Regions from separate parts of the Mus musculus genome. Here all the other regions are linked to region 1. Evidence: chromatin contacts called from public HiChIP or PLAC-seq and promoter capture Hi-C data. All regions are on one chromosome and are shown on one strand. Each heading gives the region's core, a stretch centred on a gene start, on an enhancer-like site or on the middle of the called end of the contact. The rest is flanking DNA. Distances are from core to core; before and after follow the strand shown. Region 1 holds the start of Rcn1 (reticulocalbin 1). Region 2 holds the start of Hipk3 (homeodomain interacting protein kinase 3). Region 3 holds the start of Cstf3 (cleavage stimulation factor, 3' pre-RNA, subunit 3). Region 4 holds the start of Tcp11l1 (t-complex 11 like 1). Region 5 holds the start of Dcdc5 (doublecortin domain containing 5). Region 6 has its middle 35 kb from the start of Dnajc24. Region 7 holds the start of Dnajc24 (DnaJ heat shock protein family (Hsp40) member C24).

The links. Promoter capture Hi-C pulls out the DNA fragments that hold promoters and counts their contacts. HiChIP or PLAC-seq counts read pairs in DNA pulled down with a chosen protein or histone mark.
Region 2: a promoter capture Hi-C map of pre-B cells shows a contact between it and region 1, with 5 times the contacts expected there. The contact joins the promoter of Hipk3 here to the promoter of Rcn1 in region 1. A contact is called at or near these places in 5 of 39 promoter capture datasets (the 3T3-L1 cell line, hippocampal neurons, liver and 1 more) and 2 of 115 datasets of contacts at active chromatin or transcription factors (bone marrow-derived macrophages and memory CD8 T cells).
Region 3: a promoter capture Hi-C map of pre-B cells shows a contact between it and region 1, with 3 times the contacts expected there. The contact joins the promoter of Cstf3 here to the promoter of Rcn1 in region 1. A contact is called at or near these places in 1 of 39 promoter capture datasets (pre-B cells) and 1 of 115 datasets of contacts at active chromatin or transcription factors (memory CD8 T cells).
Region 4: a promoter capture Hi-C map of stem cell-derived epiblast-like cells shows a contact between it and region 1, with 4 times the contacts expected there. The contact joins the promoter of Tcp11l1 here to the promoter of Rcn1 in region 1. A contact is called at or near these places in 6 of 39 promoter capture datasets (the 3T3-L1 cell line, hippocampal neurons, liver and 2 more).
Region 5: an H3K4me3 HiChIP or PLAC-seq map of stem cell-derived neural progenitor cells shows a contact between it and region 1, with 7 times the contacts expected there. The contact joins the promoter of Dcdc5 here to the promoter of Rcn1 in region 1. A contact is called at or near these places in 4 of 39 promoter capture datasets (the 3T3-L1 cell line, the C10 cell line, the SN4741 cell line and 1 more), 12 of 115 datasets of contacts at active chromatin or transcription factors (astrocytes, embryonic fibroblasts, embryonic forebrain and 6 more) and 2 of 9 other capture datasets (adipose tissue and embryonic stem cells).
Region 6: a contact with region 1 is called in an H3K4me3 HiChIP or PLAC-seq map of stem cell-derived neural progenitor cells, with 2.5 times the contacts expected there. The contact joins the enhancer-like site here to the promoter of Rcn1 in region 1. A contact is called at or near these places in 4 of 39 promoter capture datasets (the SN4741 cell line, embryonic stem cells, hippocampal neurons and 1 more), 5 of 115 datasets of contacts at active chromatin or transcription factors (astrocytes, embryonic forebrain, embryonic hindbrain and 2 more) and 2 of 9 other capture datasets (embryonic stem cells and liver).
Region 7: a contact with region 1 is called in a promoter capture Hi-C map of pre-B cells, with 8 times the contacts expected there. The contact joins the promoter of Dnajc24 here to the promoter of Rcn1 in region 1. A contact is called at or near these places in 26 of 39 promoter capture datasets (the 3T3-L1 cell line, 3T3-L1-derived adipocytes, the C10 cell line and 16 more), 3 of 484 Hi-C or Micro-C datasets (bone marrow-derived macrophages, group 2 innate lymphoid cells and regulatory T cells), 14 of 115 datasets of contacts at active chromatin or transcription factors (the 230-238 cell line, astrocytes, cardiomyocytes and 8 more) and 2 of 9 other capture datasets (adipose tissue and liver).

Annotation. Positions count from the first base shown.
Region 1 is chr2:105,397,148-105,401,535 of GRCm38.p6, forward strand. It overlaps Rcn1 (reticulocalbin 1), which reads right to left and starts at 2,172. Exons shown (of 6, transcript NM_009037.2): 1 at 1,823-2,172. The coding sequence starts at 2,058.
Region 2 is chr2:104,492,354-104,496,741 of GRCm38.p6, forward strand. It overlaps Hipk3 (homeodomain interacting protein kinase 3), which reads right to left and starts at 2,136. Exons shown (of 16, transcript NM_010434.2): 1 at 1,595-2,136.
Region 3 is chr2:104,588,462-104,592,849 of GRCm38.p6, forward strand. It overlaps Cstf3 (cleavage stimulation factor, 3' pre-RNA, subunit 3), which reads left to right and starts at 2,023. Exons shown (of 21, transcript NM_145529.3): 1 at 2,023-2,241. The coding sequence starts at 2,215.
Region 4 is chr2:104,709,888-104,714,275 of GRCm38.p6, forward strand. Tcp11l1 (t-complex 11 like 1) reads right to left here and starts at 2,275. Exons shown (of 10, transcript NM_177190.5): 1 at 2,089-2,275. Gm6306 (predicted gene 6306) reads left to right here and starts at 420. Exons shown (of 1, transcript NR_166704.1): 1 at 420-3,016. It overlaps Pin1rt1 (protein (peptidyl-prolyl cis/trans isomerase) NIMA-interacting 1, retrogene 1), which reads right to left. Exons shown (of 2, transcript NM_001033768.2): 2 at 4,039-4,388.
Region 5 is chr2:106,078,909-106,083,296 of GRCm38.p6, forward strand. Dcdc5 (doublecortin domain containing 5) reads left to right here and starts at 2,091. Exons shown (of 24, transcript NM_177844.2): 1 at 2,091-2,332.
Region 6 is chr2:106,036,219-106,040,606 of GRCm38.p6, forward strand. It overlaps the pseudogene Gm9342. Among named protein-coding and RNA genes, the nearest start is that of Dnajc24, 35 kb to the left of the region's middle. Within about 2 kb of position 2,238, at least 14 of the 459 cell types and tissues checked have an H3K27ac peak or open chromatin away from gene starts, as enhancers often do. A contact at or near this core is called in stem cell-derived neural progenitor cells, where this site is marked.
Region 7 is chr2:106,001,578-106,005,965 of GRCm38.p6, forward strand. It overlaps Dnajc24 (DnaJ heat shock protein family (Hsp40) member C24), which reads right to left and starts at 1,972. Exons shown (of 5, transcript NM_026992.3): 1 at 1,517-1,972; 2 at 352-498. The coding sequence starts at 459.

The DNA of each region.
Region 1 (4,388 bases), core at 922-3,421:
TCTGGCTCCACTGCCAGGCTGGTGTTTCCAACAAGATTTGGGATCAGGACGTCCTGTCCACCACAAGCAAACACTGATAACATCTCTACCTCCTTGAGGAGGCCGTCCCTCTGATCTTTACTTTCCCTCCTCTTCTACCTCCCATTTCCTCTTCTCTGCCTCTGGAGGAGACCAGCACCCCTCCCGCCCCACCAAAGGGTTAAAACCATGATAAGCAAGCAGGCCCCTCACTTCAGGACCACCTTTCTATTACCATATACCCAGCAGCCTTTGAACCATCTCATAAGCTCTGATGAAGGACCATCTACAAAACCGGGCCCCTCTCTCCAACCTGAAGCCCCAGGGGCTCCTGCTAAACCCGTGGATGATGTCACCATCCTAGCAACCCTGAAAGTGTTTGCCTGCCCTCCTCCACATTGGATGGCCAGCACCTTGTACCTGCCAGATGTCACACAGGATAGCCACTGCAATGCTTGCTACATGAATAAATGAACAAAGCCAAGGTCTTCATACAAGGATTAGACACAGAGAACTCCACTCCCCCTTCTCTTGGGCACTTCGGCTAATTACCCTGAGGTAGGGATTAAATGAAGCCAGAGGCCCTAAGCCTAAGTGTTTCCAGTTCATAACTCCCTTCTCCTCCTCTTTTCTAAGATAATGCAGAATGGCTGCAACCAGGGACCCCAGAATAAATCAGTCTCCAGGCCTCAGAGCAGTACAATGGTGTGAATTTATCAATGGTCCCTATTGTTAAAAGTCCCAAAAAAGAAGAGAAAGTGCTTCCCTACCAAATAAAGGACACTGTTTGGAGGTGACTTTGAAGTCCAAAGGTCTTTTTTATCACAACAGGCAGGTATTCACCTACACAATGGGTATCATTAATCCTGTCCTGCTGAATGCCCTGGCCCCTTTGTCGAACAGAGATGGCTGTGTTCTTTTCAACTGTAGCAGAACTCGAAGATCCTCCTCCCCCAGGAGCAGGTTCTGGAAGCTCTGGTGGCCCACAGGGAGGATGGCTGTGTTCCTCCACAGCCCTGCCTTCACCTGGTCCTCACTAGCTCCTAGTCCCTCTGCACAACGGTCAAGTGTCTCCTGGGCACCAGGGTAGGGGTACTGAGATGATGCCCGGGTTTGTTTCCTGATTCCAGGCTAAACTCACAAAGCCCCACCATAGCCATTTTGCAGGTTTTCTTTTTTTCTCGCCCCCTCCGCCCCCAATCAGTTGCCAAAAAGCTGAGTGCTTCTTCACCCATAATGCTGGGAGCAGAGGCCAAAGAATCCGTTTCCAGCTCTGTACCTCTTGCTCCAATGAGCCCCTTTAAAAACCTGATTTCTGGGATGACTGGTCAGAGGACAAGAACATCCAGCCTGATTTAGAGACAGGCCAAGAACAAGCCTCTCCATCTCTTACACATTTGTTTGATCTTGAGATGTTTTTAAGCAAGTCTCAAGTGCCTCTCTCTGGACTATGGGAAAGAACCAGGTACTAAAAGGCCACAGCCAACAAACTCTGGCTCACTCCAGTCACTTCTGCTGAAACCTAGATGAGGGGGCGGGCCCTCTCGCTCCCTGCTCCGGAGGCCTCTGCCACGTTCTCGCCTCCCTGTGGGAAGCTATCCCGGCCGGGTGTGGTGGCGACCTCCACACGGGGGTCTGAGCGCCCGCTGGCAACTTTGTGCCTCTGAGCCTCAGCTCTGGCCTCGCCCCTGAGACCAACTGGCGCGATTTCGCTTTCGCTTTGCGCTTGTGGTCCCGCGTGGCTCCCTCTGAGGTGGCCATGGGCCCCTGCGTGGTCCCCGGGCGGCCCGGGCCGCAGCCTCACCCCAGCCTCTCCTTGCTCTCGTCCGGGCTTAGCTGATCGAAGGTCTTGGAGTCCTCCTTGCCCAGGAAGGCCTCATGATCGTACTGGAAGCTCTGGTTGTCCTCGGGCGGCCGCTCGCCCAGCTCTGAGTCCGGCCGAACCACGCGCTCCTTGCGCACCGTGGGCTTGGCCCGCAGCGCCAGCACCAGCGCCAGCAGCAGCCCCAGGGCGAGTCCCAAGCGGCCACCGCGCGCCATGGTCGCGAGCAAAGGGAGGCTGCGGGGCAGTGGGGGCTCACAGCGCCGCTGCCGCTGTCCCCTCCCCAGCGAGGGGCGCGCCCGGCTGGCTCGAGGAGGCTCGGGCCGCCCCACTCACGCGCCCATTGGCCACGGCGCCGCCGGGGGAGGCTGGGGCCGCGGAGCCACGTCGCCAGCCAGGGTGGTGGGCGCCGGGCTCCGGTTTCGCTTCGGCCCCTCCCCGCTATCTCGTTGCGAGGGGCGGGTCCAGATGATGGGGGTTGCGGACTGGAGGGTTCTCTGCAAGACCGGAAAGAAGTACTTTGAGAAAATGCAACAGATGTTTTGGGGTGATAGCTCGTCTTCGCTTTTAGAAAAGCAGCGCTTCCACTCAGCTTCCAGCTGACAGCCCGAACTTCAGCCCAAGGCTGGCCCAGAGATGAACATTTAAGTCCGGTTAACAATTTGCATTGTGGTTAGGAGAGCACTTGAGTCTGGAAGGAGGCCAGGATGGGCGTGGTCCCCTAGGTTAGGGAGAAGGCAATCTTAACATCCATGGGATAACACCAGAGGACTGTGGGAGGAGACGGGGTGAATAAGGAGAAGTTCTTTCAAGCTCCTATGGGAGAGAGGCAGAAAGGCTTCCTAAAAGAAGCAGAGATATCATATAAAGCTTTCGTTTCTGAATGTTGGCAAGCCATTTTTACAAACCTACTATCTGTCTCAAATCCTATCAGCGTATTAAATCCGAAATAATGATACCAGTTAGTGATGGTCTGTATTATATAACTTTCTACAGCGAAGGAAATGTTCTCTATATGGCCACTGAATACTTGACATGGAGCCGGTCCAAAGCCAATAGTTGAGCTTAAATGTAAATAGCCACGCGTGGCTAGTGTCTAACAAACTGAGAATGCCCGTCTGAACCTTTTACTCTTCACAAAAATGCATGTAAATGTCAGAGGGTCGACGAATCTTTTAAAGAGTCCCAGGAAACTGTGGTTGAAGAGAGAAGCCTCCTCCTAACCCCAGCCCTAAAAGCTGCAAAACCACCTGTTCACCCCCACCTTTCTAACATTCTGAAGAAAAGGTCAGCTTCTCGCCCTTACAGTAAGGAAACCAAGACATTATAGCACAGAAGCAAGAATCTTTCTATTAAGATCATTTTCGGTCAACCAAATAAGATGATGAGCCTGATACACATAAGCATTTATGGCTGCCTTAGGATTTTACTGCTGTGAACAGACTCCATGACCAAGGCAGCTTGTATAAGGACAACATTTCATTGGGGCTGACTTATAGGTTCAGAGGTTGAGTCCATTATCATTAAGGTTGGGAGCATGGTAGCATCCAGGCAGACATGGTGCAGGAGGAGCTGAGAGTTCTACGACTTCATCTGAAGGCTGTTAGGAGAAAACTCTCTTCTAGGCAGCTAGGATGATGGTTTTAAAGCCCACACCCACAGTGACACACCTACTCCAACAAGACCACACCTACTCCAACAGGACCAAATTTTCTAATAGTGCCACTCCCTGGGCCAAGCATATGCAAACCAGGGCATAATGAAAACGAGCCAGCCAGGGTTCTACAGAGTATACATAACATAGTAGGCCAATCAAGGAGGGTTTCCTGGACTGATAGAAACTGAGGTAAAGGTAAAGGGTAAGCCAAGCAGAGCGATGGGCCTATTCGAGAGGTCCTGTGTTAGCTGGCAGAGGACAGTGCAGCTGGGAGTGATGCTCTGTGACCTTGGACAACCTCTTCTAGATGTCAGGGAGATGGGGGCCGGGGAAGAGGGGACCCAGTGTTTGATGGATCCAGTGTTCCTCCATTGATTTTCCATTGGGATAAGAAGTGCTATATTTGAAACTAGAAAAGTGTCAACTGTTGGTAAATTGGTGTGGACTTGTAGCCAAGGAAACACAGTACTGTGAGGATGCTCCCTTGATGGTTAATCAAGCTTCTAGTGGGCAGTTCCCAGATGCAAAGAGAGACCCCAGGGAGGGAGCAGCAGAGCTCCTGCCCCCTCCACTGCATGCTGCTACTGTTGCCATCACTGTCAGACTGCAGCTTCGTCAGACTTCCGAGGTGGATGGGGGACCAGGAACTCACAGGCATCTTCTCACCCTTCAGCACTAGCTAGGGATGAGCAGCCATCAGATCTGCAACCTCTTGGGCAAACAGATGGCCACTGATTGACTAGCCAGCTCCTTGTAAGCCAACCTAATAGAGCCTCTTTTGCAATGCTTGTTTATTTATTGTTTCTATTCCCTGAAAGAATCCTGACTAATAAACTTGTCAAACACATGTCTTGAGGTGAGTGGCATAATACCCTTTGTGTTTGCAAGGCA
Region 2 (4,388 bases), core at 886-3,385, 900 kb before region 1:
GTTTGATTAAATTTCAATTACTGTTAAGTGTCATGAAAATAGAGGAACTAATACAACAAAGCAAGTTTTTAAAGGTCAGTCATATTTTGTTTACCTAAAATACTAAGCTTAATCATGACCTGTTTAAACCTTATCGTTGCTCATTGTATAAAATTAGCACTGCACTTGCAAACCTAAGCAGAATCTAGACTTATTAAACATATGGTGAGACTTGCCCAGTTTCTGAAATAGTAAATGTGGATAAACATTTAAGGTATTTTTCTCGGTAAACAACAACAAAAAAGACCTAGAAATGTTTTCATAACCTGATCAGAAAGAAAAAAATCTTTAAAAATTTTTCAAACACCAGGCAATTAAAATCTGAAAATTAAGTTAAACTGTTTTTAGTACCCCCATTTGAGAGGCTGTAGTTTACGGGGGGGGGGGGGGGGGAGACCTAAAATAGAAAAATAAAAAACAGATCTCCAAACAACTCGGAGGTACATAGAAACGAAGACTGGTTTTCCAGCTAACTTTTCCAGCCCTGTGTACCAGAGAGATAACCAAAACAAAGTAGACCCGTAAAACCATGAGTTTCCCTGTAAACTGGGCCATAATCTGAAACCTAAGGGGGGCCGGGGAGGGGGGGGGGGGACCGGCTGCTGCTGCTGCTAATAGAAGCTCCTTATAAGCTGCGAACTGACAGGTGGAAAAACAAATTCGCCAGCAGCAGGCCAGCCAGAGGTTGTGAAAACACGGTTCAAGGACCGAACATGTTGTGACTACTCTGTAACAGGTCCAAGGTAATTTACGCACACACCCTTCAGCGCAATTCCTCCAGCACAGATAAGACTGGGAAACAACAGGCTTCCCCCAAGATCCACATACCATTTTACAACAGCCGTCTCCCCCCAGACAGGAAAACAGACATTCTGGTCCCGAGTCCTTTCCGCTGGTCTCCCCACAGCGCGAAGGGAAGAGGGCCGCCGCCGCCGTAACGAGAGAAGCCGGCAACAGCCCCGCCGCGCGGCCGCCACGCCTTCCTCCCGCCGCCGCTGGGGACGCGAAGCCTCGGATCACATTTCTCCTCCCCAACAATCACACGCACGCACGTCTCCAGAGTTGACACCCTCCAAACCCGCCGCCCCGCGACGCCGGTGACAGGGCCACCAAGCCTCCGCGGCGCAGCCACGGGGCTGGGCGCTCCGGCGGCGGCGTGCGTGCACGTTGGTCTTCGCTCCCATCAATGAAAGGAACGAGGTCTCCGTAGTGACGGCCTAGAGCCGCCGAGCCGAAACGGGGGGCCCCCGTGGGACCAAACAAAACTTCGGTTGCTGGGAAGAGCCGTTGCGCAACCTAGGCTTGGGGGAAGGCCCGGACAGCCCGGCGCGGCCAGGGCGGCTTCCCGGAGGCTGCGCCAAGCGCGCGCGGAAAGCACGCGCAGTCCCCGCGTACGGCCTCCTCGGGCCTGGCTTGGCGCCGGCCTTCGGGAACCGCCCGGGCCGGCCGCACTGGACAACCGGGCGGGAACGGAGAGCCGTCGCTCCGAGGGTTCCCCCGGCCCCCGAGGCCCCGCGACGGCGCCGAGCTACCCGCCCTTGCCTGGCTTCCTTACCTTCCTAGAGGCCCGCGCTCTCCCCGCTTCGGGCGGCCGCAGCCCTGAGCATGTCCGGGGTGGGTCGCGGGGGCCGTGCGGGGACCCGGAGCCAAGCGCTTCAGCAGGCGGCGCCACCCAGCCGGGGCTCAGCCCCTCTCGGCGGCCGCTGCCATCTTGTCCTGGCGGCTGAGAGGAAACGGCGAAACACCCTCCCCCGACCGCTGCTGCTGCTTCTCTGGCTGCCGATCGCCGGGCCCGTCTCCCTCATCTTCCTTCCCGGGGACCTGGGGTGGGGACCGCTCGACTGGGGAGAGGGGCAGTGACAAGCCGGCGGGCCACCGGGGCCTACGGGCAACAAGGGATGCAGGGCCCGCGGTGCTGAGGGCCCATTTCCCCGGAGTTGAGACGAGGACGAGGGCTGCTTGCGAGGCCGCGTCGCCCGGGGCCTGCGGCTCGGACTCCTCGGGGCGCCGCGCTGCCGGCAGTCGTCACCCGGGCAGCTGCGGCAGGCCGCCCCGATATCGGGCCCCTCCTCCGCGCGCCCGCCGGCCTCGGCCGCCGCCTCCGCAGCGCCACCGCCCGCTCGGCCGCTCTGAGCGCCGAGCCCGGGCGGCCCCGCTCGGGTAGGGCCGCGGCGCCTCCGCGAAGCCCCTCCCCAGGGTCCGCCTGCAGCCGCGCCCTTGACGCTCGCAGCCCGCCAGGCGGCCCGCGCGGATCCAACCCTGAGCTCTCACGCCATCCCCTCCAAGAGGAACGGCTTCCGTCAGCCCTCCTCTGCAGTTCTGAACCTGACTCCGGGCCCAAAAATACACATTTAAGGGACAATCCTAATACCCAAAGGGGTTCAGATGCGGAAGCAGGATTCCACAGGCCTTTCCAGGTTACCCCATCCTAATTCTCTTCCCACCCCTTTAGAATCTGTTTCTTGGCATCTTAGGAGTCTAAAAACGCAGAAAGAGAATGAATAATCTAAGCCTAAAATAGGTCCTTCTCGCTCCCCCATTCCAAAACAGCAGGAGACTTGTCACACCACGTCAAAGAATGAGGGACGGACTCTCTTGGAAGTTTTCCAAGTGCACCACCACAGTGGTTGAGAAGCTGCCCACCTCTACGTTGATAATTCTCCATCGAGTTAGTTCCACACCCAAGCTAGTTTCTTCGCTCCTGGAAACTAGGAAATCGACAGAATGGTCCATTTCCACCCACGTAACCATAGAACCATGGAATTTGAGATGAAAGAATCTTACTGATGCATAGTCCAAACTCTTATGCTAAGACAAGGGTTTAGACAAGTTTCGATGACGTGAGCAAGGTTAAAGAGCAAAGCTTTAGTCTCCACCCCTCTCCCCTCCATCTATCTCTCCAGAAAGCATCTATCTTCGAAGCAACCCATCATTCAGTAAACCTATTTTGCCACCTGTTTCGTCTGGGTTCTAAACTAATATTTAACGTTTCCGCAACGCAAGCACCTCTGTCTCTATAATGGAGATGTCCTTTGCTTTCTTCCTTTACTAGAAGGACTGAGCTTGCCGATGTTATTTCTCCACACATATTCTCCATTGCAGCAGCTGGGGCTAAAGGGAGGGTCAACTCGCTGGGTAGATACTAGTCCTTTACCTATTGCCTTTCAAACTAGGACTGTGTAGAATGTCTTTAAAGGGGGAAAGGGTATCCCCTCGAGGCCACTGATAATCCTTTTTCCAGTGACCAGTGTTTTCTTCAAGATAGGAGTACAGTGAAGACTAAAGTAGAAAAGCTAATGACTGATTTTTAGAAAAGGTGTATGCATGAGATGGCCACAGTGATGCAAGTCTCTATTGCCAGCGCCGGGTAGATGGACAGAACCGGAAGAGGCTCGAGATTACCCTCTACATCCAAAAGGAGGGCAATGTCGGAGCCATTCTTTATTCTTTAGCATTTACATTGGATTTCTTTTAAGGCAATAATCTGAAAACCAAACACAAATTATTGCTAAAAAAAAGAGAGAGAGAGAGAGAGATAGAAATCTACACTAATAGAGAACTCTCTCCATTAGAATTTACTTTTCACAAGCAAGCATATCTTTTGCAAGCATATCTCTAGCCTCCTAATGGAAGACTTTCCTCATTTTGCTACATTTATGAAGAGGCTGGAAGTGAGCTCCCCACCCCCCTTCTGCTGAGTAGTTCACTCCACCCCACCCCCTTCCTATGAATTCCAGGAAGGATTTCTGTCACCTTTCTTTTAACCCTTGCCTTGCCAGTGACTAAATATAGTACCTAACTTAAACCTTCCCAGTAAAGCTTGCTAGATAAATAGACCCCCTCCTTAGGGAACCTATTGTGTCCTAACCTAATCCACTTCGTCTCTTCCCCCCCCAAATCCGTTCTGAGCTGGAACATACAGATGGTCTTTCAAAACCATGAAGTGGCCTTTGGTTGTTAAGTTCATATTTTTAGAAGGATGGTTCTAAATGGGGTGTAGTGGCTCACTCCTGGTCCCTAGTACTCCAGAGCCTGAGCTAGGACGATCTTGCAGAGTCCAGGACCATGGGCTTCATAGTGAGTGCCAAGCCATCTCAGAATACAGACTGACTTCCTCCCGGAGTGAGGAAAGACTAATCATCCTCTCGTAGTTTCAAATATGTTTAAATACAGGCTACTTCTGACAGAGAGACACAGGCCTGTGACTCAGGAGCCTGAAGCAAGAAAACCTCTAGTTCAAAACAGTCTGGGCTACACGGTGAGTTCAAAGCCCACCTGAGCCCTGTCTCAAAAAAGTTTTCCAGGTCCAGGGAGTCCTAAAATTAAGGGTTTAAAGTCAGCACACAAAA
Region 3 (4,388 bases), core at 773-3,272, 810 kb before region 1:
ACAAAAACAAAACAACAACAAGAAAAAAAAAATCAAAAACCGAAACAACAAAAAGACAACACCCCCAACATGTAACATAAAACCTAGAGATAGCATAAACCAGCCTGCCTCCATTTTAGACTTGAAAGCCATCTTATAATAAAGACAAGCCATTCCTGTTTAAGATTGGATCTTTGTTTCTCACGGATTGGGCTATGCCTCACCTATTATTTTAACTACTAATGGTTTTATATGGCCTATTCCAGGAAATGGCAACCGCACCTTTGTTTCAGGGGGTAGTTCTGATCACCTGGCAACCGCACCTTTGTTTCAGGGGTTAGTTCTGATCACCTGGCAACCGCACCTTTGTTTCAGAAGTGTATTGTGCTCACCTGCTGTTATGATCACCTTCTTTTGACCACCTTGTTATTATCACCTGGCAGCCATGACTTTGTTTCAGGTTATGACCAGCTTGTTATGTTCTGCTTCGTAGCCTCTCTTATTTGCCTGCAAAATCTTCCATTTGACAACTCTCTACTCTTGAACTATAAACACCTGTATCTTCCCCACATCCAAGGCTGATCTCTTGGACCCAGACCTTAGAGACAGCCTGTGTGCATGAAAAAAAAAAAAAAAAAAAAAAGTCTTGCTTTAATTAACTTGATCATGATTTGGGTTGGTGGTCTTTCTCCTTGCATCTGTGACATTAACAATAACCTCTTTAAATGTTTTGATGAATACACGCACGCATAGGCGTGCACACACACATGCACACATATATACACATAAGCTATTTTATATTTCTGGCTTAATTTTGTGGCTATTTTTAGATTTATATATTTATCTTGTGAGTGCCTGTGTGTTTGTAAGTGCAGGAGTTTGCAAGCCATAGTGCATGTGTGGAGGTCAAGGAATAACTTCCTGGAGTCGGTTCTATCCTGTCAACTCATTGGATGCCAGGATCAAACTCAAGTTTTTTGGCCATCACGGCAAGCACCTCCACTCTTTGAACCATCCTGGCTCATTGTGGATATTTTTCTAAGTCAGTCACATCAGCAACAGTTTAAAAGAGTAACGCCCCATTGAGGGAGACTTCTGAAATATTCAGACTCCATTATCAAATGTTGCAGTGACTCAATATATGTACATTTGATTCATGCATCTATTTGCTTAAAAAGATATATGCATCTCATTGTATGGCCCTCGTCCGTGGGCTCTACACACCAGGCTGCCCTCAGAGATCCATCCAGCCTCTGTCTCCCGAGTACTGTGATTAAAGACTTGTGCCACCACCGCTCAATAACCTCCTGGTTACTCGTAAGCCAAATAAGAGCTTTTACCTTTTAAGTTAAATCTTAGCTGCTGTTGCTATTCCTATCTTTAGGCAAGGAAACAGAGACGCAGATAATGCAAATTGCCCAGTCTACTCCTCTATAGTAGGTGAGAAGTCTGGATGCAAAGCAACATTCCTTCGCCACTATCAACGCAATTTTGCAGATAAGAGATCGTGGTGAGACGCTAAACTAAAATCCCCGGTCTAATAGTGAACGGTGACAGCAAAAGTAAAAAAAAAAAAACAAAAAACAAAAAAACAAAAAAACAAAAAAACAAAAAACAGACTTGATGTGTTCCTCTCCTCCCCAAGAAAAGAAAACGTACAGAACGCGTTAGTAGACTCCTTATTCCCGAAACACGAGAGGTATTCACTAACTCTCAACGCTATTCCCTAAAATGGTCAGTTTGCCTGTACAGAGCGGATTGGCAGTCAGGCTTCAGCAGGGAGGAGCTCGGCTCTGCAACTCAGTCGTGAAATTCCAAGAAGCGCGGGAGCTCCCAGGCCAATCGGGTGGATCTTTCCGGCCGGCCTCGGAAATCTGGACAGCGGCGTCATCAGTTCCGGGCGTGACGTTAGCTCACGCACTGAGCCCGCCCTCTGGGAGCGCTCTGCGCTTGTGCACCTCCAATAATCCGGGAGTTAAGCCTCAGCCCCGCCCACTGTCCCGGAAGTGAATACGGAAGCGCCTCACACCCCCTCTGCCGGCTGGGGCGCAGCCATTTTAATTCAAATCTGAGTGGGCGGCGGCGGCGGCGGCGGCGGCAGCGGATTTGGCGGCGGCTTTGGCTCTGAGGGACAGGGGTAGTGTTCCTGGTTTTGGTGGGGTTTGCCTTTAGTTTAATTTTCCTTTTCTAGCTTCCCTTTGCCGGCTGGTGCGTACGTTGTAGTCCCCCGAGGCCATGTCAGGAGACGCAGCCGCGGAGCAGGTGAGGAACGGGAGCGGTGGGGCCTCGTGGCGACCTCTTCTCTCTCTAGCCCTGTGGGTGCGAGCACCCCGTTCGCGTGAGCAAGGGCCCTGAAGAGCTAGTGAGCCCGGGGATCGGGAGCGCATCCCCCGAAGTCTCCCAGGTTTGGGCTTCTCTGTGGCGTTCGTACGAATAAGTATGGGACTTAGACAATGGCAGAGACGTCGCTTCGCCCTGGCCATTGCAGTTTCTTCGGTCGGGACGGTGTATTTCATACCACTTTAGTGTTCCGGTAGTCCCAGATTGTTCTAACGTGTATCTGCGCTGGCAGTGTTTTCCTCGTCTGCCCCCCAGTCCTCTGTCCCCAGAAATAACGAAATCAGTCTGGAAAATTCGGCCCCCGAGAGAGCGAAGGTAAAAAGAGCCACGGCTCTTCCGAGCTTTGGGGGAATTTTGTGGATTCGCTTTCTTCCCCTCTCGTTTAGGAACACTTTATTTTTGCTTTTACGACCACGCAAACATTGCAGAATTTGGTAAACTGAAAACTCGAAATGTGCTTTAGTCACTGTAGGCACCATCTGTTTGGATGGTTAGATATGAATGATACATAAGTATTTTACAAATGGGACTTTTAGATAGGAGATCTCACCCTTTTGCTGTTTGGCTGTTTGTTTGTTTTGGATAGGTTTTCACAGTGTAGCCCTGACTAGGCAGGACCTTCTGACAGGATTGCTTCCTTGGCCTCCAGGCGTCCATCTCCATGTTTGGTTCTTTTGCTCTTTTATATCCTAAATTTTGTAGGCTAGTGTTTGGCTTTTACTGTAAAAAACAAAACTGAGTTTTTGAAAGGTGTGTGTTTTGATCTTGATCCACGTATATTTAGTTTTAAAAGAAAACAAAGTCCTAAATTTCTTATTGCTATAGCAATGAAATACGCTTGTATTTTTATTTCTTTTCTTTTTCCCAAATCCCCAGCTAATAAAATAGAAATTATTGGAGGTTGACAGATGAGGTAAAATAGGACTGTATGTTAATGAAGTGTAGGCAAATTAGAACTTAATTACTTTGGTGACTGAAACGCTTGAGGACCAATTTAATTCCAAGTCTTGGCAGTGCTTTTGCATTTTATCTAAAGTCAGGGTGCCCACGAATGCAGTGTCTTTGAACTATTTTTCTAAAACTGTTTATTTTACTCTACTCTTACCGGGCTGGCATTTTTATTTTCTGAAAGTGAAGGAGTGGTGTTGAGGTTTCATTGGATGTGTCTGAAATTCACTGTTTTATATAAATTTGTAAAGACAAAAATTTGCCATGCTTTTGTTTTAGAACTATGCGGGTTTTAGTTTTTGTTGTGGGTCATCCTGCTCCACCCCAGCTAGAGGTTGAACCCCGGGCCTTATGCATGCAGGGAAGCAATCAACCACTGAGTTAAAAGCCTTAGTAACACAGTGTGTGATGTTTTCTATGAGAACTGTGATGAGACTTTATAAACCTCCATTCTCCAAACCCCTTTTATTTTGACAGTTGCCCCTATGTAGGCCTGGCTGGCATGGAACTTGCTACATAGACCAGTCTGGCTTTGAACCTCTGCCTTGCTGAGTGCTAGGAGTAAAGATGGTACATGCACATCTAGCCTTTTTTTTTTCTTTTTTAATCTAGGAGTACTGTGCAACTCAGGCAGGTCTTGAACTCATTGCAATCTTTCAGCTTCAGCATCTGTAACAGGCATTCCTCCTTTGAATTTTATTGTGCAGTTTACAACAAAAGTTGAAGGGAAAACTCATGAACACTCATTATAATTTTCACCAAATCCAGCAGGGTTACAGGTTTTGTCTGTCTGTCTGTCTGTCTCTCTCTCTCTCTCTCTCTCTCAGGGTTACAGGTTTTGTCTCTCTCTCTCTCTCACACACACACACACACACACACACACACGAGTGTATATATATATATATATATATATATATATATATATATAGTATTGCAAGTATGTATTCATACACATATTTCTTGTGGCTTAAAAGCTAGGAACTTCCTCATATTAGGCAAGCTCTACTATTGACATATACCTCTAACCTTGACATATTTTCTTTCTCCATACACATTTCTTTGAAAGTTGACTTATCACATTTCAGTCCAAACTATTTCAACATTCTTTTATATAATGACAT
Region 4 (4,388 bases), core at 1,025-3,524, 690 kb before region 1:
TTCTGGCCTAACAACAGTTCCATAGAAAGGGACTGTGCACTAGACGACTTTGTTGCTATTTCTTGACCATGAATGTGACATGCCCAGCTACCTCATGCTCCTGCTGGGCTGTGGGCCAAAAATAACCCCCCTTACGTGCTTAAGTTTCTTTTCTTTTCTTTTCTTTTCTTTTCTTTCCTTTTGAAACAAGATCTCACAACCCTGGCTACAGGCACCTGCCTCTGCCTCTGTTTTGGGGAGCCAGGGTCCCTCTTTGTACTTTTTTTTTTTTTTAGATTTATTTATTAACATTGTAGCTGACTTCAGACACACCAGAAGAGGGCGTCAGATCTCATTACAGGTGGTTGTGAGCCACCACGTGGTTGCTGGGATTTGAACTCAGGACCTTGGGAAGACCAGCCTCCACACCCCCCACCCCATGTACTTTCTAGCTAGCCTAGGACTCACCATACAGCCCCCGAACTCATAAGAAGAGCTGCCCACCTCAGCTCCTGGGGCTTTCAATCCCAGAAAGCCATGTGCCACCACTCCCTGCCCAACTTTTCCTTCCAAAACCCATTTCTCCATTGTCTTAAATCCTACTAGCGTTTGGAAGTGCAACAGATCCAATGTTCATTACCTACAGATTCTATAAGAAACAAAACATCTAATTTTATCCTCTTCAAACACCAGGGAGCTGTCCAGAGGAAGTCATTCACTGGATACAGAGAAGAGGAAAGGCAAGATGCCTTGAGTCACAAAAGACTGTCCCTGTCCCCCCAAGACCCTGTTCAGGTCCTGTCTCCTCCCAGGGCTCTTCCTTCAACCTTATGAATGTTTACATCTTTCTCCAAAGTCCTGCAAGGCTGATTGTGAGACAGCTGGCATCCATCACTGCCTTTAATTCCAGTCAAAATATGATTATTCCAATAGGGATAGGAAGCTGAAAACAATCTAATCAGAGACGGACAGGCATGCTTGCAAGGAGCCACAATGAAACTCAAATTAGCATGACGCTGCTATTCTGAAGAGGAGGAAGCTGAGAAAACTTTCCCAGAAAAGATGACATGTGACCTGTCTTTGAAAGGAGTAGAATTTCACCAAGTTATAACGTCGGGGTAGGGGTGAAAGGAGGGGGGTTTTCATTCCTCCAGCAGAAAAGCCAGTGGTGCCTGAAATGGAAAAGTGGCAGTAAGCAAAGATGGAAAGAGGAATTGGGGGTCTGGTGGGGAAAGCGCTAATTTGTACTCTAAAAATGAAATGAAAAGCTTTGTCTAGATTTTGAACTTCTCAAGAGCCAAGATCAATCATATTCTCCATAAATGCTCTATTAGTATACCCCTAAGCCCCCAAGCCCGGCAAACAGATACTCATTTGTTGACAGACATAAAACCCTGTGTCATCTGTGTGATGTCACTGTTAGGAGGGGTTGTTCAAGGTGTTTTGGGTAGCACTGAACCTGTGGTTTAAAAGTGACAATAACTTCAGTAAAAGTGGCCCATTTTTCTTAAAATGTCCTATTCCCCCATCACTACTGAGGTCTCATTCTGTGTCTTTACTGTGGCTTCAGTTTTCTACAGTTAAGTGCCTCCTGGTTTCCTGCATAAGGGTACCCTGCGGCCACAGACTGCCACACCACCACCATTCCACACTGGCAGCTATAATTAAAGAGTAGTAGGATTATGGGGGGGGGGGTGCTATTTAATTGCTCTCATTCATTCACTCAACAATCATAAAACCCTATGGTACCTAACCAGGAAACCGAGGGGGAGGATCCTGGCACGGGGACCGGCATCTGTCGGAGCTGCACGCCGGCCCAAGCTGAACACAAAAGAATCCTCCAGAAAGGGTCTTTCAAGCGAAAAGAAAAGATCTCTGACCCCCGGCGCCGGGAACCGCGTTCAGATTTCGTCGTAAACAGCTGTTTCGGTCGGCGAGGGCAGGGGCGCGCCGGGGAGTCCGGCCTGGAGGGTGGGCCTCACCCATCCCTGTTCTCCTCCTCGCTCCACCCTGCATCCTCGGGACCCGACCGGCTGGGAGAGGTCCAGAAACCGGAGCGCTTTCGCCCGGTGGATCCCGGGCCGGCCCGCCGGCCTCTGCCCCGCTCACCTGCCGCGGCGTCGGCGACCACCCAGGGTCACTCCGGCTGCGAGTACCGCGGGGTCCGCGACGCGAAAGGGGGGGAGCGATGCGCGCCGGCCTGGGCGCCTGGGCCTCGACCCCCGCCGGGGCGCCTGGCTCTCCCCGAGCTGCGGGCCGTCCTCTGTGCCCCGCGTCGGTGGGCAGCGCCGGCCGCGCTCAGTGCGGGGCGGGGGAGGCGGGATGCGCCTGCCCAGCGTGGGCGGCGCCATGCTCCTGTACGGACCGGCGGCCGGCTCTCCCGCTGTCACCAAGGGGCTCGGGAATCTGGCGCTCGGAGCTGAGCTTCACTACGTTTTTGTGTGGAAAGGCTGATGCGGGCCCGGGGAGGGGGGCGGCCGAGGGAGTGCGGTGGCCCCCGGCTCGAAGTCGCTCCGGCCGCACAGGGAGGCGCCATGTTGAGGTTGGGCAAAAGCGGAGGCGATGGCGCGCAGTTAAAAGTGTGGTAAAGCGCAGGGCGCCTTAGAAGCTACTTTCCCTGCCAGGACTTTGAAAACTGAATATTCCATCAACCAGGCCAATCTCACTCCCTTGCCTTCATTTTGGACACCCACACACTCACAGGCTCCTTTTGGATTCTGAGCCCTGGCTTGAGCGGTCCCTTCGAAGTGTTTGGGTGACCGAGGCTTCAGCTTGATATGAAAAGAGGCGAGAGCAGCGGTTCCCTAGCTCAGCCCTTGGAGAAGTTGCGTTCCAGAAAGGAAGATCATTTCCCCTAAATATCATGTCCCTGGGTCCATAAAGTTGGGGCGGGCATGATCATTGTTGTACAAGAAAAAAAAAATTAAGCCAACAAAAACATCACCCCACTCCAAGCCTGGGGCGCTATAATAGCTAACTTCACTAACAGAAATACTTTGTCATCTGTCTCTATCTTAAATAAAAGATAGGAATCTTTGCTACTTTGTAGATTCTCCTCCCCCACTCCTTCCCCCTCTAACACTAGACCGAAGAGAAATAAGCATAGAGGGGAGAGACAGAGGACAGAGGGGGTGGGGGTGGGAGAGGGATTCTTGATTGATTGATTTGGTTTTTCGAGACAGGGTTTCTCTGTATAGTCCTGGCTGTCCAGGAACTCACTCTGTAGACCAGGCTAGCCTCGAACTCAGAAATCCACCTGCCTCTGTCTCCCAAGTGCTGGGGTTAAAGGCGTGCACCACCACGCCCGGCTAAGGGATCCCTGAATTTAATTTCTTTCCTTTTTTCTTTTTTTCTTTTTTTTTCTTTAAGCACTACTACTAACAAACCGCATATGTAAACTCCGGGCCCCACCTACTGTTTATATATCACTGAAAAGTTTCCAGAATTCCCAACTCACACAATCATAGAAACTATTTGCAGCTCGCAAAACGGAGCTGGAGCTCGAGGCAAATCATTGTCCGCTGTTGCAGACAGTCCTAAGCAGTTCCCCCATCCCTATACCTGGGATTAAAATGAAAGCACATTTTAAAATTTGTGGTTTTGTTGGGCTTTTTTTGGTTTTTGGAGACAGGGTTTCTCTGTGTAGCCCTGGCTGTCCTGGAACTCACTTTGTAGACCAGGCTGGCATCGAACTCAGAAATCCACCTGCCTCTGCCTCCCAAGTGCTGGGATTAAAGGTGTGCGCCACCACTGCCCGGCTTGTTTGTTTTTAAAGATTTATTTACTTATTTTATATAGGTACACTGTAGCTGTCTTCAGACACACCAGAAGAGGGCATCAGATCTCATTACAGATGGTTGTGAACCATGCATGTGGTTGCTGGGATTTGAACTCATGTCCTTTGGAAGAGCAGTCAGTGCTCTTAACTGCTGAGCCATCTCTCCAGCCCTGTATTTGTGATTTTAAAGAAACTAAAATTCCGAATTTCTCAAAAATGTCACTACATGATTTAACTGCTTTTTAGTGCTTTATTAACGAACTTATTTATACATTTTTTAACGGTCCCAGTTTTAATGGAAGGTGTATAGCGTGCTGCATTGCATCTTGAGGCTGAGTTGCTGTGTGTCTGCTTTTTGCAACTGAACAGAGGAATGGAGCATATAACTAACAAGAAAAAAGGCCCTCCTGCCTGCCTCCGAGACCTGGAGGATCAAGTCACCTCTGATCCCCTGAGCCTGGGGGTCTCCCCAACCCAATTGCCCTTCTGAAGTCAATTCCCCCAGGAGCCTGGCTAGGACAGCCCCCAAATGGGGGCAAACAAGGAACGGGATGCTCAGTCCCCCTTCCAGTCACTTTAGGAACAGTACTGTGTGACAGCAGCAGGAAGAGCGTCCATGGGCTTGTGTGGC
Region 5 (4,388 bases), core at 841-3,340, 680 kb after region 1:
TGGCACATGGGAGTAGTTTTCCACTCAATACCAGTTCTGGCACTTCAGTATACATTGAAGTCTCATTTCCCCCTCCCCCAAATTGTATATATATATATATATATATATATATTTAAATGTTATAAAGATTACAAAGTCTGAAAAGTCATTTTTCAGAAAAATCTAGTAAGTGAGCTTCTGAGGTTGGGCTGAACCTGAAAGTTTTTTTGTGTTTGATAGAGAGGAATAAGACTGATGAATTTCATGAAAATTTCTCAGGTTTAAAGTTGAGTTTAACTCCAGGGTGTAAATCTTCTATGATTACCACCTGCTTCCTAATTTATTTAACTTAATAATTTAACAACTATACTAACTACTATAAGTAGTGCTTTTCAGTATTTGAGAGTTGTGCTGGATTGAGTGGGCAAACAATTAAATCTGTATAAATCAAAACCAAATATGTAGTAACCTATGGATATTGTGTCAGCAAACTGAAAATGCTTATGATTCTAAACTGGGTTTAGTTGTACACAACTGTCATCAAAACTGACTTGTCTTACCCATTTTATTTTTGAAATATTATTATTAAATAAAATTATTATTATTTCTTCTATAGTATATACAATGTCATGTATATTATATTTTACATATATAATATGGTAGAAATATTATATAAATATAAAAATATATAAATATGTAAATATAAAAATATAAATATCTATTATACATATGAAAGTGTAAGACACCTATTTACTTAAAACATATAGAGAAAAGTAGTTTCTCTGTGTGTATAAAAGTGGGCTTGTTAGAATTTCAGGCGTTAGTTTCTCCAACTGGATGACAGAATTCTGCACAGATGTCGTCACATCACGCTTATGTTTTTGATTTTACTCATAGCAGTAGGAAATCTTAACCTCTTAATCTCCAACGTTTTTCTAAGCAGCGAACACACCAGACTTTAAGTTTGGCTTTGGTAGGGAGCTGGAGAACCAGGTGTCCTAAACTGCAAGTTTTCTTAGCTGAAAGTAAGATTTAGGAGAACACAGGTAGCAAAGGCCATTTGCATAGCTCAACCTCTCAGTAGCTCAGCTGTGCTTGATTGCAATTCCATTTCAGTGCTGGGCTTCTTTGCATAAAATATGCAACATATAACATAACCAAGGGCACAGACCTACGCCCTTAGCTTGTGATCTGCTTAATTCATTTTCCTTGCAGAAATATGTGTAAGAATAATATTGCTAGGATCTCTATCTATCTTGCATGTTTATCTTTGGGATCTACATACATTTAAGAAAAGACCATGTTAAATAAAAGTGATATGTATTCATTTTTTTTTCTGGGCCCCAAGATTTTGTTATTTATTTCTGGCTTTTCAGGGGAAAACTAAATTTCAGAAAACATTACCTAGCTGCCATGTCATTTGAGTATTTTACACTAGAAAGACTGTATCAGCTAAGCATGTGCAAAGTGTATAAACATATCTGTCAAGTCCACATGGATGTTACATGACAGGCCCACAAGTAAATATCCTTCCACAGCCCCTGCTGGGATAGCATTCCTGAATCCACCACTAGCTTAAATATTCTGGGGACTTGGGAACACAAAGGCATGAGAAAATCCTTGCTTAACATTCTCCTCTTTTCTATTTAAACAATCTTGTCACCCTGTGTCGTGGGTTGCTTTAACGAATACCAATGATGGGCCTGGGGTAGGAAGGCTTATTATAAAGGTGTGGATCATACTTTATAAATAATTTCCAGATGTGATATTTTGGGTACACGGACTCCTCTACAGGACGCAGGACACTGAAACATCATGGATCGTACAGTTTTTATCAGGACAATGCAAGTAGGTTTTCGGCAAGGCTGGTTCCAACTCATCTGTGATAAATGAGAAGATAAGGCAATCAGTGCACACCATGACACTCCATGCAGCTAGTTAGGCACACTTCAGAACTATTCAGGTGTGCTCACACAGCTTATGAGACTTGCATGGGGGGGGATGTCGCAATATAAATACATCCTTCCTGGTGGCCACTGGTAACGCAGGAATTGCCTCGCTAAGACTTAACCCAGGTCAGACATAAATAATAGATGTTAAGAGTTAGCTCTAGTCTCGAGGCTGCATTCCAGACAGCGTATCTCAGTTGGGTCAAAGGAATCCTTCCCCCTTTTCTCTCCAGTAGTTTCTCTGCTTGAAAAATGCCTGCAAAATTCCATCAGTCCTTTGAGGGGACCACTTTGGGTCTCTAAGGGAGAAGGTTTCAGACCCTTGGGGGCTAAGATGCACGGGCAAGGAGTTCTTGGGGCCTTGTATCAACGGTTAAAGTCTGCAAAAATATTATTACAAGCAGGTAAGCCATCCCTTTTTAAAAAGTACTGTATTATATATATTTTTTCAGATGTATTTGGTTCTATAGACGCAATGATTGGCATTGTGTCATAAAAGAACCGTGACATGTTTTGTGAGCTCAGCGCCTCTAAGGGAGCCAAAAATGCTCTGGAATCTCAAAGGCAGCAAGAAAGGGGCTGATTGTGTCTGTCTTTTGGTATGGAGTGTCATCTGCCTCATCTTTCCTCACTGCTCACTCTGCAGAGGAAAAGCAGATCCTTACATGGTTATTCCAGAGTCAGTAACACCAACGAAGGAAATGAATTCATCTGCACTCCTCTGAAGGCTGAGACTCCTCATTTTTCCTCTGGTGTAAACTCACCTCACTATTGTAGAAATGGGTCTAAAAGCAAATCAGATTCTACAGAAATGAATCGTGAACTAACTTCTCCTCAAGAGAACTTAATTCCATTATACTTATTTAACTTGTGTATTTCAGGATCCAGAGTATAGTTGAATTAATGTATTTGACTAAATTAAATTAGATTTTACCTTTTAATCTCTGTGCATTTATTCTATAGTTGTATGTTTATTTATACACACACACATGTATGTGTGAAGGTAAAGACATATGGTTTTGTAATTAGTTTTGGGACATTTGATTGACTTAAAAAAGGATTTATATTGTAACCAGAATGTTGCAGTTTGGATAATTACAAAAAAAAAAGGTTGTACCATTAAAAAAAAAATCTTCCAACATAACACTTAAGAGAAGCCAACCTTTGTGTTAAATAAGGGTGGGGTTTACATTGTAAACTTGGAGGTTCCATTTTAGAATTTGGCTCATTATCTCAGGCCACCGGCCGCTGATAAATGAATATTTTGAAAGCGTCTCACTATTCACTGCACACAGAAAACTGGAGGGAGCTGGGCTCCAGATGACAGGCTCGGTGTTCACACAGCACCTCCTGCTGTCCACTCGGAGAACTGCAACACACGATGGGCAGAAGAAAGTTCATCAAAGCTCTTGGAACTTCCAGGGACGTCTCAGACTTTATTTTTAGGGAAAGTGTACTTAGTTTCTTTTAATGAGATATAGTGATTCAGAGAGGATTAATAACTACTATAGACAATTTGATTAAAAATCCAGACTGTTCCAATGTTCTACTAGGCCAGCATATACAAAAACCAGTATAAGAAAATTTTTGTTCTTTTAATTGTTTAATATTTAAATATTAATGTTCAATATATAATGATTTTATAAAATAAATGATGCCTTTCTGAATTAAATTTATTTGTAGTTGTGTTTCACTAAGTGAAGGGTTTTAAGTTATTTTCAATGTTAAAAAATAGCATATGGCTTTTATTGTAATTTCAAGAAAAGCACTGTTTAAATAAAATCTGGAGATAAGCACTTTCTAAGTTTTATTAAAAGTGAGGGTTGGTGAGACAGAAGACATCCGGACAATAAGGGCCAACGCCTCTTATTTCTGCCACTCTAAACAAATGCTAAACTCAGGAGTTCAGTTCACTGTGGCAAAAATGCCTTGAGGATTGCTGCTTTAATTTAAAGAGGTCATTACTCAAAATGCTGTCAAGTATAATTTATTAAATCTTAGATGTAAATATGAGCAAAACTTTACATTTTTAGTTAGTTGCAGATTGTTCGTTTAACTACTCTATAAGCATTTCAATATTATGCTAAGTTTAAGAATCCTTAAACGTCTCGTTTCTCTGCTACTTTCTCTACCTCTATGCCTTACTGCATTGTAACAATGTTAAGCTTCATCATGCTATAGGTAAGCTGAAGTACAGGGATGAAAGCAAGGAGGAATGCCATAAGTTTGCAAAAAATTCTATTTTCTTTAGTCACGCATGTTTAATTATATGCACTTGGGTCCTCTTTCCATGGCTTCGATGTTTTTAAAACTCACTGCAGTGGCACTGTTACAATGCCACCTCTGGCCATTGGCAAGCCTGGCCACATCTTTATCTTATGAGTGTCCCCCTCGGCATTAATGAGCATTCATTGAGCTGCACTACTTCACTCGGCCTTCCAGAAAGCTGGTTCTGTTTAG
Region 6 (4,388 bases), core at 988-3,487, 640 kb after region 1:
TGTGCTTTGTAGTACAAAATGAGGTTAGTGGGTGATTGTCCAAAACGGAAGGGGGCAGGAGGAAGGGAAGCTATTGAGGGTGTTTTGTGACGATGGGGCTTTTGTCATGCTGTTGTTATGCTTTCTTCTAGTAAAAGAGTGAATGTGAGATAGATTGTGATTGTATGAATAAAGATGGCTCAAGCTATTTGGGGCTACTTGCTTGAAAGTCAACAGGTGGTCAGTGTCTTCATTTTCACCGACTCCCCTTCCCCATCTCAGGACCTTAACCTTGCACCTGGAGCTGGACTATGGCAGGTTGTCAACTTGACTATATCTGGAATTAACTAAAATCCCACACCTGTGAGGGGATTTTTTTTCTTACATCATTTGAAGTGGGAAGACTCACTTCTAATCCACATCTATGAGGTAGAAAATTGTACACAATTTAATCAAGATTTTTGAGGTAGGAAGATCAACCTTTAATCTGGGTCATACCTTCTGCTGGCAACCTATATAAAGGATATAATAGAAGCAAGCATATTTTCTCTTTGCCTGCTTTCCCTCACTCTCACTAGCAAGTTCATTACTTCATTAACATTAGGACCCACTTCTTGGGAATTCTGGCATCTACTGAAGACCAACTGAGACATCTAGCCCTGTAGAGTAAACAACTGGATTCTAGTACCTTCCATTGGTAGACAGCCATTGTTACAACCAGTAAGCCTGTAAGATATTCTAATATCTATCTGTCTGTCTGTCTGTCTTTCTATCATCTCACACATGCACACACACATGAGAGAGAGGAGGGAGGGAGAGGGAGAGAGGGAGGGAGGAAGGGAGAGAGGGAGAGAGGAAGAGAGAGGGATGGAAGGAGAGAGGGAGAAGAGAGGGGGAGAGGGAGGGAGAGAGGGGGAGAGGGAGAGAGAGAGGGGGAGAGGGAGAGAGGGAGAGGAGAGAGAGAACCCTGAGTAATACAAGTGTCCTTCCAGAAGGAAGGAGAAATGAACTTGGTAAATGTAGGAATGGTTCCAATTAACAGAGTGTAAGACCATGGTATCTTCTGGGCTTCATCGTCCCACAGCTGGATGTTCTCAAGTATGCCGAAGCTTGTCCAATTTGATTAAACTGGCAAATCCTGTACCTGTCTCACCACTGTGACTACACATTCCTGTTGATCTCGATGCCACTCATTGCCCTGGAATACTGGGTCATGAGTAGACATCTTCCACTTTCTCAGAGACATGTGACTTTCAATTCCAGAACACAGGCATACTGGATAAACTAAGTCATTCCAGTACTATCTCAATCACTTTTCTTAAAAAAACAAAACAAAAACCAAAAAACAAAAAAATAACAACAACAACAACAAAACCCACACACCAAACCAAAACAACAACAACCTGTATCGTGTGTGCTTCTATGTCTGTGTACCATGCATGCGTATGCCTGGTGTATGCATGTGCGCTCCTCTTCTGGCATCTTCTGGAGCAGATGGTTGTAAGCTGCCGTGACGGTGGAGGTCCCTTAGAAGAACAGCTAGTGCTCTTGACCACTGAGCCATCTCTGCAGTGCCTATCACCTATGCTAAGCCAGTTCTTGTACTACCGAGGGATAGTTTGCAAGTTTTATCCATGTAAGGACTGCATCTCTCATATATGTATATACGTGTGTGTTTATGTGTATGTGTATGTGTGTGTGGGTGTGTGTGTGTGTGTATTTCCTGGTACTTACATTGCTCATGCTTAATAAAGTAAATCATAAAACTGCAAATTCTTAGTTTTTTAAGCTTTAGTTTAACTAAACAAAGTAATAAGGCTTAGTGGTAGGACAGGCTTGGGTCTAAACGTCTCTACTGTCTCTACTGATGGCATGTTCATTTACTTAACCTTTCTGACTTTCCACTTAAGTGTAAAGGGAAGTTTTCCTCCGGGAGCCAAGAACCCTTGTTATGGGGTAGATGTTAATAACTCATTACAATGGATCCACTGTGCTCTTCCACAGGGCGGTTCCTTTTTAGGAGTTTATGTCAAACTAGGAAACAGCCATTATTAAAGCTACTGACGGTCGGTCCGGTCGTTTGCAGCTCCAGTTTGGCCCCAACCGACTTTTGCATTCAGTGGCTGTATCAGAAGGGTCAAGCCTTCAGGATTGTTCTACACATCAAACAGATCACAGCCAGGAGGAACCATCAAATCCAGATAGCTACAAATCCAAGAGTAAAAACAATTCTTGTTTTATGTCGGCATCCAAGAGAAACAGAGCTGTCAGCGTGCCAGTGGGTCAGCTGAGGCAATCAAAGGCACTCACTGTTCTTTTTAACCAACTGTTGAAGCTCTTTTATTTGAGCAGAATTTATAGTGACTCCATTGACCATTTCAGACATTTAAACACAGCGTATCATTTGGGTTTGGGTTCTGTTTTCTATTGTTATTGGATTTTTTTACTTTGAAAACACTGGAGTCACAATGTTGCTAATTGCATTTTAGAAAACACGAGATGCCCTCCAACCTGTGTTCTCGAAACTATAAAAAGAGCACCAGTGGCAGCAACACTGCTTACAAGACATTTATTTTGAAATAGAAATCTGTGCTTTTGTTATTTAACCAATATTTTGGAACAGTATCAAACTGAAACATAGTTATGAAACCATCTGGTGCCTCCATTTTCAGATTATCATAAGCTGTTAACCCAAGAGTTAATGGGCAGAAAGGAATGCGGTGAAAAGACAGACTAAGGCGCCGGTGCGCCCATTGCTTTCAGTGTTTGGATAGACTGGTACACAGTGGTTTGAACTTGTCTTACTTCAAGCTTTTATTTTAAAATATTGACTTTGTTTTAATAGCCTTGTAAATTAATACAATTAGAGAATTTCAAATAAAATATTTTTGGCAGCTTACCATGTTCTTTTGAAAAAAAAATCAGAACTAGTTTTGATTGAAGATAAAATCTAAAATCTCAGCTCCTACTACCATCCACACAATTTGAAATTGTAAAAAATAGAGGCAATAGACTTGACTTTTGAATTAAACTTTTCATCATAATAAACCTATTTGAATTTCTCATATCCTTTAAATATTCAAGAACTTCCATAAATCTAAACACTTGTGGAGAAATCTTGGACATTTAATATCCTGTAATATGAACACCCTGCTATTGTTTTGGCTGTCAGAATGTAGCAGGAGTCTGACTGGCTCCAGTTCTTCATGTTCAGAATCAAAACAAGAAAACTCTGGGGCTTTACAGTAAAATGTCCCGAGTCATCCATTCTCAGAAAGGAAGAGTCTTGGCAAACATCTGTTGTACGCTTGGATACTTTTAAACAGTGTTGAACTCATTGTATCAAAAATTTTGTTGTAGGATCTTATCTGTAGACATAATTTTATGTGTTTACTTTGGAGAATGTATGGGCTAGCATTTTAAAACAAGTTTTAAAGAATAAATATGCACCAAGTTTTGTGTTTTCTTTCTCTCCCTCCCTCCCTCCCTCTCTCTCTCTCTCTCTCTCTCTCTCTCTTTCTTTCTTTCTTTCTCTCTCTCTTTCTCTCTTTCTCTCTTTCTTTCTCTCTTGTTTTCTGTTTAGAGTATCAAAGTCCTCTCTGAAATTTAAGCCACCCCATAATTGCCAAGAATTGTCTCAGAGATATAAACTTCAACCAGGAGTTATTAGAGTAACAGCTTACAAAACTGGATCTGAAACAGCCTTTGCCAAAATTACTGTACTAACCTTCTATCACCTTGGTAACCAATTCCCAACAATATCAATTCTTTATGTCTTATTCTCTTTAAAATACAAACAATTAAGAAAGATAATCATTGTGTGAAAATCTTCTTGTTAGAAATCCCAATCTGCTCATTGCTTATTTAGTCATAGGCATTTTGCTGCGTCTCTCTTTTTACATATATAAAGCACTTTGCTTAGTAATTAGGCAGATTAATTACATACAATGCTTATGCATTTTGGGGAGTTTTAAAACACAGAATGTTTGTAAATAATACTTGACAATAATAAGGTATTTTTATAATTTGATTTTTTGTTTTTGTTGTTGTTGTTTGTTAGCATATTTTCCACTGTTGGGAAACAGCCACAGCATTGACTGAGTTACAGAACCCGACACATGACTCAGTTGGCCTTCTATTTTTGTTTTGTGGGAATGTGCTTCTTTCTTTGTACATCGCTGCATCTTACCTGTTATTTTCTTCTAGTTGCTGGAAGAGTATACAAACAAGCTGAGTCTGAACATGGCTGCACAACTAGTCTTCTTGGCAGATGGCACGAAAGTCCTCAAACCCGAAAATATACCCCACGAAGCCAACATTTATGTTGCAACAGGACAGCCCATTTTAGATCCATTCAAAAAAAAAATTAAAGGTAAAAAAGAAAAAGAAACACCACACTCTCCCACAAT
Region 7 (4,388 bases), core at 722-3,221, 600 kb after region 1:
CATTTCAAGTGCTCACTAGTATGGTCGTGGACAGTGGATTTCAACACTTATTAAGTAAAAACGGTTTTAGAGACCCAACATGGATTATTTCAGTCAAAATTATCTGAGACGAATAGAGAAAAGTAATCCAGGTTCTGAGAGTGAGAGAGTCAGGGGATTCTAACTCAGTCACTACCATGCTATCCCACACCTAGTCAAAATCCTTTTCCTCTACTACAAAAATGTTCAAATGAACAAACAAATATCTAGATTCCTATTGATGGAAATGTTTTGAAGCTTAAATTTCTGGTCGCACTGAAAAACAAAAAAAACTGTTTTCCCCACCATGATTTCAAATCTGAAAAGACTTACCAGTAATATGAGTTTCTGATATTTTTGTTTTAGGTCTGACATATTTGCAGATGGGTCTGCACCCAGAATGCTGTACCAATCCTTTTTGAGTGTCTGCTCCAAAGCCATCAGCGTCCTTTGACCTAGAAGGGAGCCTTCTCTGATGACCTGCAGCAGAAATGTTACAGCAATTCATTACAACCAGAATAAAGAAATATTCCTCCTAGATTCCTTACTACTTGAGTAAATTGCAAGCCCAAGAAAGTCTATATTTCCATTTTAAATGTCCCATAAATGCCATGTACAAGGATACAAGGATATAAAGATACTGAAAACCTATTAAATATTTCATGGAATATGCATATCACCTAAATAAATTTACAATGTTATAAAAAGAAATTGATAATGAGCCTGGGTGATGGATAGGCTTCTAAGAAGCGCTGACACCATTGCATACACTAGCAAGACTTTGCTGAAAGGACCCTGATATAGCTGTCACACAGAAGTGGATGCTCACAGTCAGCTATTGGATGGATCACAGGGCCCCCAATGGAGGAGCTAGAGAAAGTACCCAAGGAGCTAAAGGGGTCTGCAACCCTATAGGTGAAACAACAATATGAACTAATCAGTACCCCCCGAAGCTCTTGTCTCTAGCTGCATATGTATCAGAAGATGGCCTAGTCGGCCATCAGTGGAAAGAGAGGGCCCATTGGTCTTGCAAACTTTGTACAGGGGAACGCTAGAGCCAAGAAGTGGGAGTGGGTGGGTAGGAGAGTGTGTGTGGGGGGGGAGAGGGGTATGGGGAACTTTGGGGATAGCATTGGAAATGTAAATGAAGAAAATACCTAATTAAAATTTTAAAAAGGTATTTCTTATCTAATGGCAAAACTGGCATACAGGTGCTCACTAAACACACAGGAGCTTAATAAGTATGTATGAAACGAACAGATAAAAGGAATGGAATACCAAAGAAATGTTAAGGACATACATAGTTCCTGAATTTCCCTGGTTCGCTTCTTTCTTCTAGAGTAAAAATAAAGACGCACAAAATGACAGCACCGCACGGGCTCGGGGAAAGGGGAGTCCTCTTGCTGGGGCAAAGATCCTCACAGCCCATAAAGACGTTGCTCCCGAAGCTATGCACTCCAGGATGCCACAGTCCTCCAGACTTTAGAAACCAACTCACCCTGAAGCAGCCGCAGCTTGGCGGACACGCGGCGTCCACAGGCAGGCGTCCGCCCCACCGAGGCTGTCCCTGCTGATGCCTTCCCCTGGCTCCACACAGCGTCAGACTTATGGCGCTTCACTTTGGAGCAGGAGTCCACTTGCTGCGGCAGCCGGACGGAAAGCGGAACCCACTTTCTTTTCCGCCGGAAGTTGGAGTACAGCGGGAGTACGTTTCCAGTCGCGCCCTAGTTGTTGGTGCACATTACTGAAAGGCCCCGCCTCCAGTCCAGACGCGGCCGCTATGGTAACGCGTCGGGATTTCTGAGGTTTTGTCAACAGTGAGAGGTACGCAGAGAAATGCCTTTCCTCAATTTGCTCTAATTCTTCCTTTGCCCCGACACCACGATTGTTGCATCCCTCTACATCTCCTAAGGTGCACCTTCATCCTAGGTTCCTCTTACTTTACCTTGAGCAACTCCGGTCCTATTTGTTTATACTGGGGACGGGCAGTTGGTGATAAGGATGAGGATGGCTAACAAATTATGCCTAATAATTTCCGTTAAACCTGAACAACTGACTTAAAATATTTTTTAACTGCAAATCCTTTCCCATTTTCTATCTCTTTGTCGCTTTCGCTTCATCCCAGTGAGACAGCTGCGGAAGATGTTGCTAGAACTATTTTGTAGATGAGGAAACAAATCAAGGACAAAGGCCGGGTATATAATTATCCAGGTGTAGAAACAGCGTTCTTAACAGAATGAACTGTGCTGTTGTGTTCTGTCTCTCTCTCTCTCTCTCTCTCTCTCTCTCTCTCTCTCTCTCCCCCCCCCCCCCCCATTGTATCTGGAGATGAGAATCATCTTAGTTTTGAGACCTTAATATGATCTCCCTTGGCAATACAAAGTAGTTTTGGTGTTGCTACTTTCTTAGATGTACTTTCCCTTTTGTCTTATTTCTTCCAAATATCAATTCAAGAAGCACCAAAGATAAAATTAGGTAGGAAATATTCTAATAGGATAAATTATTTACTGTAATGAGCATTGCATGACGTAAGGAAAAACTGCAGAATGATACAGTTGACTTTAAAATCTAAATATAAAAGCACAGATTGGGTTCTCCAATGGATAGATTTTGTCATGTTTAAAGCAAAGACCATTATACAGTGGCAGGATCTAGCTTCATTCCTGGGCTTAGAAAACTATGTGTGTGAGCCTACCAAAATGCATAGTGAGTATTGTGAATCTCTCCCTGTACAATATTATAAGAAAGCCCCCATATACCTTACCTAGCCCTCAAATAATCCTTCTTGACCCTTGTCTGTATACAGAAATATGTTCAAGAAGTCCAATTTTGAGAACAAAAGTTTTGATATACTATTCCATCAGGTTATTGTGTAATTTATTTTCTTTAGCCAGTTTGTTTGATGTTTTTTCATATGAACTCACAAATGCTTTTCATTCTCATCTCCAAGAATTCTAGCATTGTGCACTAAATGAGATGAACTTTTTGCTTTATCTCCAAGGTGTCCTTGGTCAACCTAAGCTGTCAATATTTAATTGATATCATCCAATAAATACATTCTCTTTAACTTTCTCTGTTTCAAAGATGTCTTATCGGTGGTTTGCTTGGGTATGTATTCAGACACTTGAAACATTGAGTCTGGTGGTTCTGTTTCTGAAAATATATTTGGTAAAACTCACTTCTTCACAAACAACTTATTGCTGTTGTTGTGTTTAGTTCATTGAAAAAAAAAACAGATGGCTTGTCTTATAATCCAAATAATTAACATTTGAATAAACTCCTCAAGATGGCTCTGACATGGATCACTAATCATTAATTTCCATTTTAGAACAACATCATTCAATAGAAATATAGCAAACCCCAAATTCAAGCTCTATGTGAGACTTTGAAAATATTATATTTGACATCCAGAATAGTTTCATTATAAAATGGAATAATGTAAATTAGCACCTCTCAGTCTGGACTACCTATTTTCAGTTTCAATAGCCTCATATCATTAATAGCTACAACATTGAGCAAAGCAGGTTTAGAGAATGAAGTCATAACTCTTTTCCAATTGCATTGATTTTTACTGTCCATGCATTTCTATGTGTGGGTATGCCACAGAATGTGCTAGAGGTCAGAGTACAACTTATGGGCATCAGCTTTCTCCTTCTACCATGTGGGACCTGAGGACTGAACTCAGCTTGTCAGAATTGGTAGCACTTGTTTTACGTTCTGAGTTATATCTGCCTCCTAAAGTCCTAGCATTTTATTCTGGCATTAATTTACCTTCTATAGTAGTTGAATCATTAGACAGTACTTCTTTCAACTTCTATGGCAAGTTGTATAAAATACTCATTTGTAATCTTCCAATTCCGTGATGTATTATTGTCTCTAGAGGTATGTATTGAAACTGTTTCCCCCGTGGAATTGCCAGCCTTCTGGAGGAAGAAACCTTTCTTATTTGACAAGCTAAGCACTGGAAGCTGACTTGCTTCACATTTCAAGTTTGAGTGATGGGTTTCTAATCTGGACAAGGTCATACTCCAGGGACAGAGACCCAAGGCCTAGTGGACTAGGGGATGAGAAGATTAAAAGGGTAGGAAATCTGATGTCAGGAGGTCTTGCACAAACTATGTCTTATACCAGTCAATCTTATTAAGAAGTACAGTATCTTATATATGGTTTTAAGGGAGATGGGACACACTTAGCAGAAAGCTATCATACAATAGGATGAAGTCAGCAGGAAGCTTAACAAACAATATTGCACAAAGGGGACAGGCTATCTCAAGTGAATCACAAGGACCTTGGGGCTGATAACCACCGCCTTTTTTCTGGGTGGGGTTAGTTGATTTCTCAGGAAAACCTCTGGTCCTCTAAGACCATGT